Linked DNA regions of Xenopus tropicalis: region 2 is linked to region 1. Evidence: chromatin contacts called from public Hi-C data. All regions are on one chromosome and are shown on one strand. Each heading gives the region's core, a stretch centred on a gene start, on an enhancer-like site or on the middle of the called end of the contact. The rest is flanking DNA. Distances are from core to core; before and after follow the strand shown.

Evidence for each region. A called contact is a pair of places that touch in the nucleus more often than the background predicts.
Region 2: a Hi-C map of neurula embryo shows a contact between it and region 1, with 2.0 times the contacts expected there. The contact joins two enhancer-like sites. A contact is called at or near these places in 2 of 5 Hi-C or Micro-C datasets (brain and neurula embryo).

The regions. Positions count from the first base shown.
Region 1 is chr8:111,441,602-111,448,975 of UCB_Xtro_10.0, forward strand. No RefSeq gene overlaps it. Among named protein-coding and RNA genes, the nearest start is that of c15orf41, 9.0 kb to the left of the region's middle. Within about 2 kb of position 2,595, at least 2 of the 11 cell types and tissues checked have an H3K27ac peak or open chromatin away from gene starts, as enhancers often do. A contact at or near this core is called in neurula embryo, where this site is marked.
Region 2 is chr8:111,605,698-111,613,071 of UCB_Xtro_10.0, forward strand. It overlaps dph6 (diphthine--ammonia ligase), which reads left to right. Exons shown (of 15, transcript XM_031891249.1): 6 at 115-176; 7 at 816-910; 8 at 6,149-6,236; 9 at 6,650-6,800. Among named protein-coding and RNA genes, the nearest start is that of dph6, 18 kb to the left of the region's middle. Within about 2 kb of position 2,719, at least 1 of the 11 cell types and tissues checked has an H3K27ac peak or open chromatin away from gene starts, as enhancers often do. A contact at or near this core is called in neurula embryo, where this site is marked.

The sequences.
Region 1 (7,374 bases), core at 1,345-3,844:
ATACTGCCAAAGGGGGGAGGGTAGCGCTGGAGCTTATTTACTTTTTTAACGTTAATAATTAGCACTTTTCACCTATACCCATATAAATAACAATCTACATACGAACAAAGAATGATCCACCTTACATTTACAGAGTTCTGTAGCTAATATTGTAGGAAGTTTATAAGAACACAGGGCGCTGCTAAAGTCAAAGATATCGACACAGTATCCCAGTGGGATAACACAAAAGTCCCCTCATAAAAGCACTTAACACATTTTTATAGTCCGTGCAAAAATCGTGCTCAAACATACTGAATACTCTTGTCATGGCACCACAGCAGCAGCTGATGGGAGAGACAGGCAGCGGAGCCCCACTTATGTAGGATACATGCACTCATTCTTTGGAGGCCATAGCTGTAATGGTGAGCTACAAAATCATGGCATCCTTGGCTTGCCTCTAATAAAGGCTACAACACAACTCATTTTGTAATGATCCCTATGGGGAGTGTTTTTTTTTTCTTCGTTTAGCTGAAACAAAAGGAGACAATCCAAATTTAAGGTCTGCTGACCATGTGGCAGTGTAGCATGAAACATCATGTGGAGCTTTAAGAAGAAATTATTATGGTAGCCAAGGAATGTATTGTTATGCACTGGAAAGCTTGTAATCCCCCATCACTGTCGCTATGGCAGAACCCAGTTAACCAGATGATCCCGGTATACAAACGTATTTGCACAGATGAATATGGTGAAGTGTGGGACCCTTGGCTAAATGCCTAGTTGTATATAAACTTCAAAATACCTCATTATTCAATGTGGAGCCGAACTACAGGACTATTTGAACCTTTACCCCTAGTATATCTCAATATATGTGACAATTTATTATTACTCTCTTTCGATTGGCCCTGTGCATAAGAGTTTATTACCGACATGAGTCTCCTCTACCCTTATCTGTCCCCTGTTTATCCTTTTGTTCCCCCCTTTCCCCTTATTGCAAAAAATATGTTTTCCAGTATAGGCTGTAGGCCACCTTTACCTCAGTACAAATCTTGCCTGTCGGCTCTTTAAGGGGCAAACAGACACACCAACACACAGATTTTAGTAAGTATCATGTGAGTTAGAATGTTCACATTGTATCAACTGATTGTACAAATGGAATGTTTTTTTGCATATGTGCTGTTTGCACATGTATCGTTTAAATAAAAACTGCATTGTTAAAAAAAGAAGACATGATCATAAAGATAATGTTAAGTGTTTTCAGTTGAGCCTTTTGACAGCTAAAAGTGTTGGCCCTGTTGTGATGGTGGCTAATAGTACACTGAGCAGAGAAGGAAGCATTACCCCCGAATATTGGGGCATGATCAGAGAAAGTTCGGCCTTCTTTGCCCTCATTTTATGGAATAATCTTTAACAACCAGACTATAAAACAAATATGCAGTCTGACTGCATATGGGCATTGATGTGAGGTGATGTGTCAGTCCCATGTCACAAACTTTTCGACTGGTTACACATGAACAAACCCCTACCAATAATGCATAATGTCAGCAACACTGGAAACATTATAAATATTCCTGGAAAAGCTATTACACAGTGGAGCCTGTAAATATTATGGGCAGTAATGCACATTTTAATGGAGGTGTAAACTCAGCAATAAAATGTTGCCTAATGAAAGAAAGTACAATTCTAATCAACTTTTCAGTATAACTTCTTTACAAATTTTCACTTTTTATAAAGTTTTTTGTAAATGTAATTGCTATTAAAAGTAGTCTTTTTCTAACTGGTTCTGCACTTCTGTTCTGTTGGTTCTATAGCAGAAGTCAGCCTTACGTGCTTTTTCACAGGCTTCAGCTACACTTTTTCAATAGTCAGAACCACTACAGCAGAGAATAATACAGCTTTCTATAGCAATTTCATTTACAAATAACTTCAAAACCACTGAAAATGTGTAATGAATGTGTATAGGAAAGTTGCTTAGATTAGCATTTTCTCTGTTTATGCAGAATGTTATTTTTGGATTTATATCAGCTTTAAGGACGCAAATAGAACTTATGTGACTGGGTTATGCTGGAAATTGTTATATTCAGTATGGGTTCATATTTGCATATCTTGAAATGTCTGAAAATTCTGTGCAAATGTAATTCACATGCTACATACTAGGGGGCCTCAGGGCAATGCAATAATTCTGACTTCGCAGATTCCAACATGTGAGTCTGCAGTCCCCTGTTCTTACCTGACTAACATTCATTGTCCAAGGTTCATCATCCAACACTCGCTAAACAAGTGTATCTGTGCCTGATTGGGCCACCCATATGCAGGGCCAAATTGGGCCAATCAAACATTGATGAGGAACTTATAGATGCGCCAATGCAGTTCTGATCCCATCCCAGGCCCCTTACACAGGCTAATATGCTGCTGTATCTTGAAGGACCAAGTTGGCAAATTTTTTAAACCTGTGCATTAGTGATGTGCGGGCCAACCCAAAACCCACAAGTCCGGCGGGTTCAGGCCATCCAATCACTGTTTTGTGATGGTTGCAAGTGAGTGGTGAGGCAGAATTTCCCCACGCCCCCCCCCCCCTGCACCATCAGGATGTCTACCCCTCCCACCTCATTTACGTCAGAAAGGGTCGGGTCTGTTGCAAGTATATAAAGATCAACAGCTCATCATGTTGGCCTGGGTGTGGGTCAGAAGTGGAGGTGTTAGATTTTGGCTTGGGTCTACAAAAAGTCGACTCACACATCACTACCGTGTATGGCCATCTTATGTTGAAGCCAACAATGAATTTCAGTGCCCAAGGCTAAGAGACAGAGCAATGAGAGATTGATGAGTGTTGCCTAATAGATTTTCTGTCATACCAGTATGTGTTCTGAACACTTTGAATGGACATTTGTGTGATGTATGGGAATAGAGTGTTTATACACATCCACCAAGTTTTTAAGAATGTAGAATCTATTGTCTTTCATGGTAGTCAGTACAGTTTTTAATAGAATATACAATCATATAGCAAAATGTTGGTCTCTCTGACAAATATTGGTCCATTTATATGTACAATATCTTTGATACAGCCAGTCTCCAGCAAAACAGACTACACAGGCTTCATTGTATTAATCCCTCCATTTGTTTATGTTTGTCGTAATTCAGATAGTGCCCACTTTTAAAGTAACAATATTGCAAATCACTGGGGAGTGTCAAATACAGTAGTTATAATAGTTAGTGATGAGCGAATCTGTTCCGTTTCGCTTCGACAAAAAATTTGCGAATCTTTCAAAAGATCCGCGAAACGGCGAAAAATAGGCGAAACGGCAAAAATGTTGTGCGACAAAAAAAAATTGTCGCCCGCGGCTATTATTTTGTCGCGCGGCTATTGTTTCGTCGCCCGCGGCTATTATTTTGTCGCGCGGCTATTGTTTTGTTGCCCGCGGCTATTATTTTGTCGTGCGCCTATTGTTTCGTTGCCCGCGGCTATTATTTTGTTGCGCGGCTATTGTTTCGTCGCGCGCGGCTATTGTTTTGTCGCCCGCGGTTATTATTTTGTCGCCCGCGGCTATTATTTTGTCGCGCGGCTATTGTTTCTTCGCCCGTGGCTATTATTTTGTCGCGCGGCTATTCTTTTGACGTCCGCGACTATTCTTTTTTGACGCCGGTGACAATTTTTGGACGTACGGCGAATTTTTCTGCGGCTAATTTTTTCATCCGTTTCGCGAAACAATCCGCCAATGGCGAAACGCGGAAATTCGCCGCGAATCCATGCCTGGCAAAACATTTCGCCCATCACTAATTATAGTCTCTTATCTCAGACCCCAGGCTGGGGCAAGTCTTCAATGAAAAACGCACTGGGCCAGGGTAGCATTCTAGTAAGGGCCATGGATTTTTATCTGTCCCATGGATTCCTTGCTGCTGCCTGAGCTTTGCACATGGTCAGTAGAACAAACATTGACTTTTGGTGTCTAAGGTCTGATTTAACTGTACTGTAGATGCACACATATCCTAGGGCAGAAGCAAGGGATTCATGGCACAGGTGAGAAGATAGTGGCGTGGCACTCACTACACCAGTAACCTAGGCTGGTGCGCTTTTCTTACCTTCTCCTGCAGGCTGCATTGGTTTCCAGTTAGCTATATAATGTTTATTAGCCGTGCATACATTTCTAAATATATCTCATTCATGTATGAAACACATAGATCAGTCTCTGCAGTCTCATAATAATATCTTATTAAATAATAAACAGGTACCTTTCGCCATGCAGTGTGGGGGCTTTATTGTATGCATGACCAATTTTAAAGTATTGACCTAAGAAATCAATTTTATTATTTCAAACAGACATTGATTTCAAGCAAAAAACAAATACTTGTATTTATTATAAAGCTACTCCTTAAAAAAATACACAGATGTATCTTCATTGCATTTAACTCTTTTACTGCCCAGCAGTGTAATAATTGCTTTCACTTACTCTTTTACAGAAAGGCTGATAGGCAAGATTTAAGGGTTTTTTCACCTGTGGTCCCTATAGTGAATTCAGCATATTTAGGAGCTGAGTGGTTAATGGGGGGAGGCCAGGAAATGGAAGAAGTGAAGTTGGCAGGCTGCTTTATTTGTTGCAGGATAAACCTACCCTAGTCTTGAGGGATCTAAAGATAAACGAAAGGTTACACTTTGCCCCTCACTTTGTCACTTCCGTTTGCTCTGTCAATACTCGGTGACGGCTGTCAGGAAAGCAGAGAGATTAAGGTCAATTACAGTGGCACATATATCATGGGCATATGTTTAAATATGGAGTATTGGCCTATCTAATGGTTAAGTCTTTTCACACCCTGTAAATATCAATCAATATCCATCCATTGTCTCTGTTTAACATGTCTGAAATGGGAGATTTGGAAGGATTAGACACAAACTGGTGCAGGCAGCTCCGTGCCTCCTAAAACCTTACCATAAAGACCAAAATGTAACATTTCTAAAAGTGCAGTATGCAAAGGGAAATATTGGATGAAAAAGGCATGTTTTTTTATCCAGAGTGCAACCTTCTGTAGAAACTCTGGAACTACCACCATCCCCAGGGTTTCCCTAATGTCAGTAGGCGCACTTGCACACAGTTCATTAGAGCAACTGGATGGAAGCATTGGCGAACTATAAAGAACTAAAAAAAAAATGTATTTAGACGCAAGTACCTAAATACAAACATTTGTTTCCATTCTGCATGGAAGGTTTTGTTGGTTCGACAGATCTCATCCTACAAGTTAGATGTCGTTTCAAAGGTCAAAATATAATGATACTGGTATAAAATGTGCAAACTATACTAAAGATTTCCTCCTGTTTGACATGCTTATCAGAAGGGAATGCTAAATGCTCCATTTACATCCAACAAGGGCTCAGTTACAGCCATAAGTGCAGTTTCAGTTGCACTAAAATTGCTCCAGTTGTTGCACAAATTGTCACCACTCATTAAAGGTACTTGCATTTAAAGCTGCTCCTTGCCCTCGTTCATTTTGACAGCAGTCACCTATTCCCCCCCAGAGATGAATTGTAAGAAATCCACCAACTGATGCAGGAGGACCTTGGTGGCAGTAACTCCTGGGTTCCAACTGCAGCCAGCATCAAATTGCATCTAAAGAATTTTATTTCCTGTTATTTATACAGCACCAACACATTTCCAAGCCCCTTTACAGAGATTATTTATCATTCCCTGCCCCAGAGGAGCTTACAATGTAAGGTCACTGTAGCATTCACACACTTTGGTCAGTTTGGTCAAAAGCCAGTTAACCTGCCTGTATGTTTTTGGAGTGTGGGAGAAACTAGAGTACCCAGAGAAAACCCACAAAGACATGGGGTGAACATACAAACTCCTTGCAACCCTGGCTGGGATTGAAGGCAAGGCAGAAGTGCTACTCACTGCCATCATGCTTAGTGCAGATATAATTCTGACACCGAACACCAGTCAGACACAGTAACTTTCTGCACAGTTGCACTTGATTTGTGTCAAAAAGCAGCATGCAATTGTGCCAAACCCAATTCCTCCATGGCAGCCAAATTGAAGTTGGAATATTGGGGGAAATTATGCATTCTGGGTAAAAAACATGACAATTCTCATCCAAAATATCCACTCATAAAAGGGCCCTATAGTCTTATGGAGTCTGTAAGAATTTTTTCTTGCTAAAATACATTGACTTGGGTGTCAGTACAAGAACAGAACACACCATCTATCTTATCTGATCCAATTTTACATTACAGCAGGGGGGTTCCAGATTATGTATGATCTCACAAAATCTTGTGCTATTGCATTCCAAGATTTTGGGGGTCCTATAAAGTCTGATCAAAATTTCCTTTGTAATTTAGCCTAAAGGCTAGATTTATTATTTGGTTAGATTTTTGGTTCAGATTTTTTGTTAGTGATAAAATGACTCCCTGGAATCAGCCAATTAGATCAGATGCAACCTGTCAGCGACTCACAGTACAAGTGTGTTGTTTGCACTGAGAAGAGAATAGTAGGTTAAGGAACTCATGAATGAATCATGAAATACCAACGTAACATTAGGAAATAGACTATTTTTTAAACAGATTTATTACACATTTACTACAGATTATATATGTTTAGTAAATTCTTCTTCAAACAATGGTTTTTACAAAGACTCTACAAAGGTAAACCACCCGAGGTAAGCATAACTCCCTGTATCCCTTCCCTATCTCTTTATACTTTTCTACATGACCCAGACATAAACTGATAATGTAGGCACCTAATATACATGAATTCTACTTGCCGATGCCTTAGATAGATAGATTATATATGATAGATTATAGATGATACAGTGTCTCTCAGGGACAGTGGCAGAACAGAGAGAAAACACCCAAGTCTGACGCTTGTGTCCCTTATTTCATTCACTCAGTTCCTATAGATCAGGGATCCCCAACCTTTCTTACTCATAAGCCACAGTCAAATGTAAAAAGACTTGAAGAGCAACACAAGCACCATAAAAGTTCATGGAGGAGCCAAATAAGGGCTAAGATTGACTATTAGGAGCTTCTATGCACACTATCAGCTTACAGGGGGCTTTATTTGGTAGGAAATCTTGTTTTTATTCAACCAAAGTCAGGAATTGAAAAATAACTATCTGGTTTGGGGGCACTGAGAGCAACATCCAAGGGGTTGATGAGCAACATGTTGCCCCTGAGCCACTGGTTGGGGATCACTGCTATAGATTATAGGCATATTTTCTGGCAGGTCATTATGCCCAGTAATCGTATGCTATCATCATAAATATGATGCACTTTAAATTTTCATTTTAAATTTTACATACGCTTTTTGTTTCGTTTTAAATCAGCTTAAATAAATTGGCATTGTTTTTATTTCATGCGATCATACCTCCCCCCAAGTATATTTAAAGCTCCCTCTCACACTAGCAGTACGC
Region 2 (7,374 bases), core at 1,469-3,968, 160 kb after region 1:
ATTTAACCTGGCACAGAAAATGTATTGTTGCTTTAATGCTGTGGATACATATCTGCTTATATTTGAGATATTATTTGAAAACATCGAGATGCCATGATTCTAGTCTGTTTACAGGGTTAGATCCAGACAAGCACCTGGGGAAGACACTGGAAGACATGAGGCCTTACCTTAAGCAGGTTAGTGATTGTTTTGAAAGGACACTATGGGTGACATTTACTAAAAGCCAAGTTGGTTATGTAATACAGAAAAAGGTACACTTTTACATTCCATCTAGTCATACATACGCTGTCCTTAAAATGTTCTTGTAAAGAATTTATACTCACATTAACATAATTAAAGGCACTGGGCAAAGACATCCTGCTTGATCCTAAGGTTTGGTTATTAAGCACAACCCCAGAAACCAACCAAAACTCAGAGACTCTTTAATAAACCCCCACATGCACATGTATGTAGCATGAAAAATCTAATTGCTACTCTCAGTCATTGAGAAGAATTAAGAACTGGTGATTAAGGTCATTCATATACTGTTTATTAATCAACAACTGATTGTTTAAATGGATAACAGTATATACACGTGATACTCTATGTCCTCTGAGTAGATCAATTAACTTAACACAGAAATTGTATTTAAATTGTAAATGTTCTCACAGGAGCGCTCTAAGTATGTTAACAGTTATTTTTCTCTTTGGGTTTAGTTTCCCTTAAATGCAGTTTTCGTGGTTGTTGTGTGGGTGCTACAGCAGTTATTTTAGCCTTGTACTGCTCATCTGCACCTACGATATTGCTGAGACAGGTTCTGACATATTTCTTTTCAGCTCTCTGACAAGTATGGTGTCCATGTTTGCGGAGAAGGAGGAGAGTATGAGACGCTCACTTTAGACTGTCCTCTATTCAAGAAAAGAATTGTTGTGTAAGGATCAGATTTATTTCTTGCAATGGGACGTACTTTTTGATTTTGTTTAAGTGTTCGTTTGCCATGTAAATGCTAGAGTGATAAAACCAGAACATACATGATTTGGCGTAAGAAGGCTAAAACTAGTAAATGCCCGTGTAGGATAGGAGGCAGCGAGATGAACGTATACCTGGGTACTAATTAAGGAGGCTCAGCTGCAAATAGGCACAAAACTTACATTTTTCCTGTTCTTATGAATACAGTTTGAGTCGCCCTATTTTTTTATTTTTTTGTGCCCCTGATGAAGGCCACATGGTGGCCGAAATGTGTAGGGTGATTTTTATGTAGTCATTTTTGATTATATAAATATTTTTTCACTTTCTAAGAGTGTGCATTCCTCCATGCAATTATTGAGTCAGCATAAATATCTGTTCAAGAAGAAATGTGCATGACCCACTATGGCCATGAACCACCAAACAGATTAAGTTAATTAATGTACAGAACCTCATTTGCGATTAAAATGGCTTTATTTTTCTATGGCTAAGATTAAGAACACGCAAAGGCGTGTTACTGTAAAGAATTTCTTGAAACGTTGCTGTGTGTTCTTAATCTTAGCCATGAAATAATAAAGGCTTTTTAATGGCTGTCCAATGATGCTGTCCAATGATGAAATGAACCTGTTCCCCTTATGTCCCAGAAGTGATATGAATTTGCTCTAGGATATCCTCTGTGCCACATGTGCTGCACAGTTATGGGGGTTATGTAATAAAAGGCACTAAAGGTGGCCATGACGGCGGATCTTCTCCCAATATGCCCTTCTAAGGTGGACAATATTGAGCTAATTCAGCCATTTGGCCCTAGGTCCAAACGATCAAATTAAAACGGCAGGTATAGTTGCCATCAGACCGAGGACCACATAAACAAGATGATGCGGTCCATGACCGGGGGTGCCCGTACACGGGCAGATAAGATGCCGCATCGATATGAAGGACCCGAATCAGCAGCTGAGATCTGCCTGTGTATGCTCCCCTTAAGTTTTCCTAGAAGCAGTAATCAATAGCAACCGATTAGAAGGTAGAATTACTGGTTACCAGTTTAAAAGAAAACATCTTTTTGGTTGCTATCGTTATGTGCTTTTTAGGTTGAATATTATCAGTGAACTGGAGTGGCTGGGGATGAGTATCCCAGTCTGAGGTTTTTATATGCTACATAAACAATGGCAAATTAGATCACCAAAGATTCAAGAGTTCGCTCAAATACTCCAGCGTGACACTCCAGCATTCAGGGCGAATTCCGTGTGTCAGGGATACTTTTTTTCCCCAGATAAGGTAATTTGCTTGTGGCCTTAGTAACAGTGGCCCCTTGGTTGTAAACAAACTAGCTGTTAACATAGGCTGCATACTGTATATCCATTATTTATATTTCCCTTGCTCTAGAAATGCCACCTGCCTGCACTATGCACACTCTAATGTTTGCATTGGTACCCAGCTGTTGCTCACATGATATCAATGTTTGTGCCGTTACTGATATGGTGAGAGTGACTATTCTGCACTTCACCACCTTGTTGCATGCACCATTAACAGTCCTGGCTGTTTTAATATAATGCAAGGTCTTTATTATTAAGGTTGTGTATTGTGCAGTGTGAGTAGGTAAGAGCTGCAGAATGGGATTAGGTGGGGTGCAAGTCTGTAAAACCTGTAGTATTTCTGCGGATCTGAAGCTAATTAAAGGCTAGCATTCCTGAGCTTCCTTTCCCCCCTCTCTCTCTCCTGGCCTGTAATTATAGCTGTGCAGCGCTAACAAGCTCCCATCATAGCTGCAGGCGACAGCTCTGTGAGGTCACTCTTGGTTCCAGACCCATCATATATCTAATATCTACCCTCTGTCTCTCCCTCTACTGTATGTCTATGGAATCGTTGGCAGTCTGACAGTCTTGTGAGTTAAAAAATGACCAGGACACATCTGAGTGGATCACACTTTGTGTATGTGCACACGGTACCATAGCTTTGTGCAGAGAGGGGGGATTCACTGCATATTCAAATAAAGTCATTTATAAGTGTTTCAAAGAGATGAATCCCGTAAATAAATATAACGCACCTCTGCCTATGAACACTTATTAAATGCCTACACCCCCTAAAACTTTATATATGTATAAAAATGTATACATAGTACTCTTACTATTTTAGTGGTTTCCTCTTCTGACACCCAAAGTGTGATTTATAGGGGCCTAGCTTTAACTGAAAACACAAATTGTTTAAAGGAATATTGTCATGGAAAAACATGTTTTTTCAAACCACATCAGTTAATAGAGCTTCTCCAGCAGAATCCTGCATTGAAAATTGAAAAACAGATTTTATTTTTTTTTTCATTTATTTTTTTTAAATTTTTGTAAGGGGCTAGCCATATTCTTCATTTCCCATGGTGCCACAACCATGTGACTTGTACTCTGATAAACTTCAGTCACACTTTACTGCTGCACTGCAAGTTGGAGTGATATCACCCTCCCAGCAGCTGAACAGCAGACCAATGGGAAGGGAGCAAGATAGCAGCTCCCAGTAGCTCCCAGAATAGCACTCAATAGTAAGAAATCCAAGTCCGGCTTGGGACTCCTCCAGTTACATGGGAGTAGAAGAAACAATAGGTTACCTGAAAGCAGTTCTAATGTGTAGCGCTGGCTCCTTCTGAAAGCTCAGACTCAGGCACAATGCACTGAGATGGCGCCTACACACCAATATTACAGCTAAAAAAGTACATTTGTTGGTTCAAGAATAACATTTTAAATGGCAGAATGAATTATTTGCTATGTAAACAGTGTAATTTAGAAATAAAAAGTACACCATAAAAATCATGACCGTATCCCTTTCATTTTATTTACCAAACCCTTAGGGGCTGATTTACTTACCCACGAACGGGTCGAATGGAGTCCGATTGCGTTTTTTTCGTAATGATCGGTACTTTGCGATTTTTTCGTATGTTTTGCGATTTTTTCGGATTCTTTACGAATTTTTCGGATCCAATATGATTTTTGCGTAAAAACGCGAGTTTTCCTATCCATTACGAAAGTTGCGTAAAAAGTTGCGCATTTTGCGTAGCGTTAAAACTTACGCGAAAAGTTGCGCATTTTTCGCGTAAGTTTTAACGCTACGCAAAATGCGCAACTTTTTACGCAACTTTCGTAATGGATACGAAAAACTCGCGTTTTTACGCAAAAATCGTATTGGATCCGAAAAATTCGTACAGAATCCGAAAAAACATACGAAAAAGTCGCAAAATATTCGTTTTCAAGTCGGAACTTTTCCAATTCGGGTCGGATTCGTGGGTTAGTAAATCAGCCCCTTAGACTGGGACAGAAGTTGCAGTAAATAAGTAAACTTGAGATACAGTGGAGGAAATAATTATTTGACCCCTCACTGATTTTGTAAGTTTGTCCAATGACAAAGAAATGAAAAGTCTCAGAACAGTATCATTTCAATGGTAGGTTTATTTTAACAGTGGCAGATAGCACATCAAAAGGAAAATCGAAAAAATAACTTTAAATAAAAGATAGCAACTGATTTGCATTTCATTGAGTGAAATAAGTTTTTGAACCCTCTAACAAAAAAAGACTTAATACTTAGTGGAAAAACCCTTGTTTGCAAGCACAGAGGTCAAACGTTTCTTGTAATTGATGACCAAGTTTGCGCACATTTTAGGAGGAATGTTGGTCCACTCCTCTTTGCAGATCATCTCTAAATCCCTAAGGTTTCGAGGCTGTCTCTGTGCAACTCTGAGCTTGAGCTCCCTCCATAGGTTTTCTATTGGATTAAGGTCCGGAGACTGACTAGGCCACTCCATGACCTTAATGTGCTTCTTCTTGAGCCACTCCTTTGTTGCCTTTGCTGTATGTTTTGGGTCATTGTCGTGCTGGAACACCCATCCACGACCCATTTTCAGTTTCCTGGCAGAGGGAAGGAGGTTGTCGTTCAGGATTTCACGATACATGGCTCCGTCCAGTTTCCCGTTAATGCGAATAAGTTGTCCTGTGCCCTTAGCAGAAAAACACCCCCAAAGCAAAATGTTTCCACCCACATGCTTGACGGTGGGGACGGTGTTTTGGGGGTCATAGGCAGCATTTTTCTTCCTCCAAACACAGCGAGTTGAGTTAATGCCAAAGAGCTCTATTTTGGTCTCATCAGACCACAGCACCTTCTCCCAGTCACTCACAGAATCATTCAGGTGTTCATTGGCAAACTTCAGACGGGCCTGCACATGTGCCTTCTTGAGCAGGGGGACCTTGCGAGCCCTGCAGGATTTTAATCCATTGCGGTGTAATGTGTTTCCAATGGTTTTCTTGGTGACTGTGGTCCCTGCTAATTTGAGGTCATTAACTAACTCCTCCCGTGTAGTTCTAGGATGCTTTTTCACCTTTCTCAGAATCATTGACACCCCACGAGGTGAGATCTTGCGTGGAGCCCCAGAGCGAGGTCGATTGATGGTCATTTTGTGCTCCTTCCATTTTCAAACAATCGCACCAACAGTTGTCACCTTCTCTCCCAGCTTCTTGCTAATGGTTTTGTAGCCCATTCCAGCCTTGTGCAGGTCTACAATTTTGTCTCTGACATCCTTGGACAGCTCTTTGGTCTTTCCCATGTTGGAGAGTTTGGAGTCTGCTTGATTGATTGATTCTGTGGACAGGTGTCTTTTATACAGGTGACTAGTTAAGACAGGTGTCCTTAATGAGGTTGACTAATTGAGTAGAAGTGTCTAACCACTCTGTGGGAGCCAGAACTCTTAATGGTTGGTAGGGGTTCAAAAACTTATTTCACTCAATGAAATGCAAATCAGTTGCTATCTTTTATTTAAAGTTATTTTTTCGATTTTCCTTTTGATGTGCTATCTGCCACTGTTAAAATAAACCTACCATTGAAATGATACTGTTCATTTCTTTGTCATTGGACAAACTTACAAAATCAGTGAGGGGTCAAATAATTATTTCCTCCACTGTATATCGGTACCTTATCAAACACTATTAAATATCAGTAGGTAGATAATAGGTGATAGGCTATTGGTTGAACCATGCTTTCATGTATCCTTTTGTCTTTACTAAACATCAACTCAAAAATTAATCATTTTACTTTGAGACCATAAATCTCTGTAGGCAGAAACCAGTCATTCTGTATTATGCATTTGAATGAAAAGAGTAATGAAAAAAAAAACAAAACACAGACAACATTAATGTGTGACTGACATGGGTCTATCCTCTATTTTACAATGCAGGGATTCTGCGGAGGTGACGATGCATTCTAATGATGCCTTCGCTCCTGTGGCTTATCTTCGATTATCGAAGCTTCACCTTGAGGATAAAGTAAGTGGCACATGATTTAATCTCTTCATTTAAAATATTTCCACTAACTGCAAAATAAAAAGTTGGGACCTTAGGAAAGGTAATGTATTCCTACAGTGCCTCCTATCATGTTCATCTGTATGCTCCAGTGTTGTGTGTGATATAATGCAAGTTTATTCCATTGAAATGAAATAAATGCAGAATTTTTTTTTTTTGCCAGTAACATAGCTTCTACTTTGCTAGTAGCTAAAATAATGCAAGAAAGTAGCTGGTCTGGCACTGTCCTAGCAGCATGCAAAGTAGAAGCAGAAAATAAATTGACATAATAAAAATATTACTGTCTATCAGAGTGTATTAGAACTGTACTTATTTACCTTCTGAACCATATCCCTTTAATTACTGATTTCACTTTTCTTTTCTTTTTTTGATGAAAGATTACCAACACAGCAGTTACATTGCAAAGAGAGTGTCCCTGTAGTAATGGATTCCCTGCAGAGCCTGCATCCTGTGCCACAAAGGAATGTGATAATTCTGAGGAACGGCCATTGCCCTGGATACCGAACAGTCTCCCTTCGGTGCCCATGTGTATGTATCTCTAGTAGGGTTGATAACTCATACACAGACCTTCTTTGGTATTTAGCATGCCAGTTATTGTGGGCGGTTTAGGCTCTTGGGCAATGCCAGGTACCATTGCCTTTAATGTAAATATGATTGCACTGATGCACACACATCTCTTAACAGGTTGTAGTTTCCTCTTACCACTCCACATGGAATCCCAGTCTCCATTTTCAGCTAGCGCTGTACTCCATAGTTGTTCTGACCAAAAACTTTTTCATTTTGAGTCACCTGAAAAGTTGGGCTCAAGTACACTATGAGTGCAGAGTATTTTTTATCAGGAAGGCTCTAGGGAGGATATGTCAATCAAGATGGAAGACCAAAGGCCTGTATATTGCCACTCATACCTGGGTGCCAGAGCTTAAATAAATTGTATAACAGCAAAAATGTCGGCACTCACAGGGTTTGCACAAAAAGAAATAAAGACTTCTGCATTGATCAAGTCTTTATTTATTTATTTATTTATATATATATAACACAGAGGAGCAGCTGTAAAGCCTGTGATATTTATAAGACTGTACAGTTCTTTTTCTCTGTGTGTAAT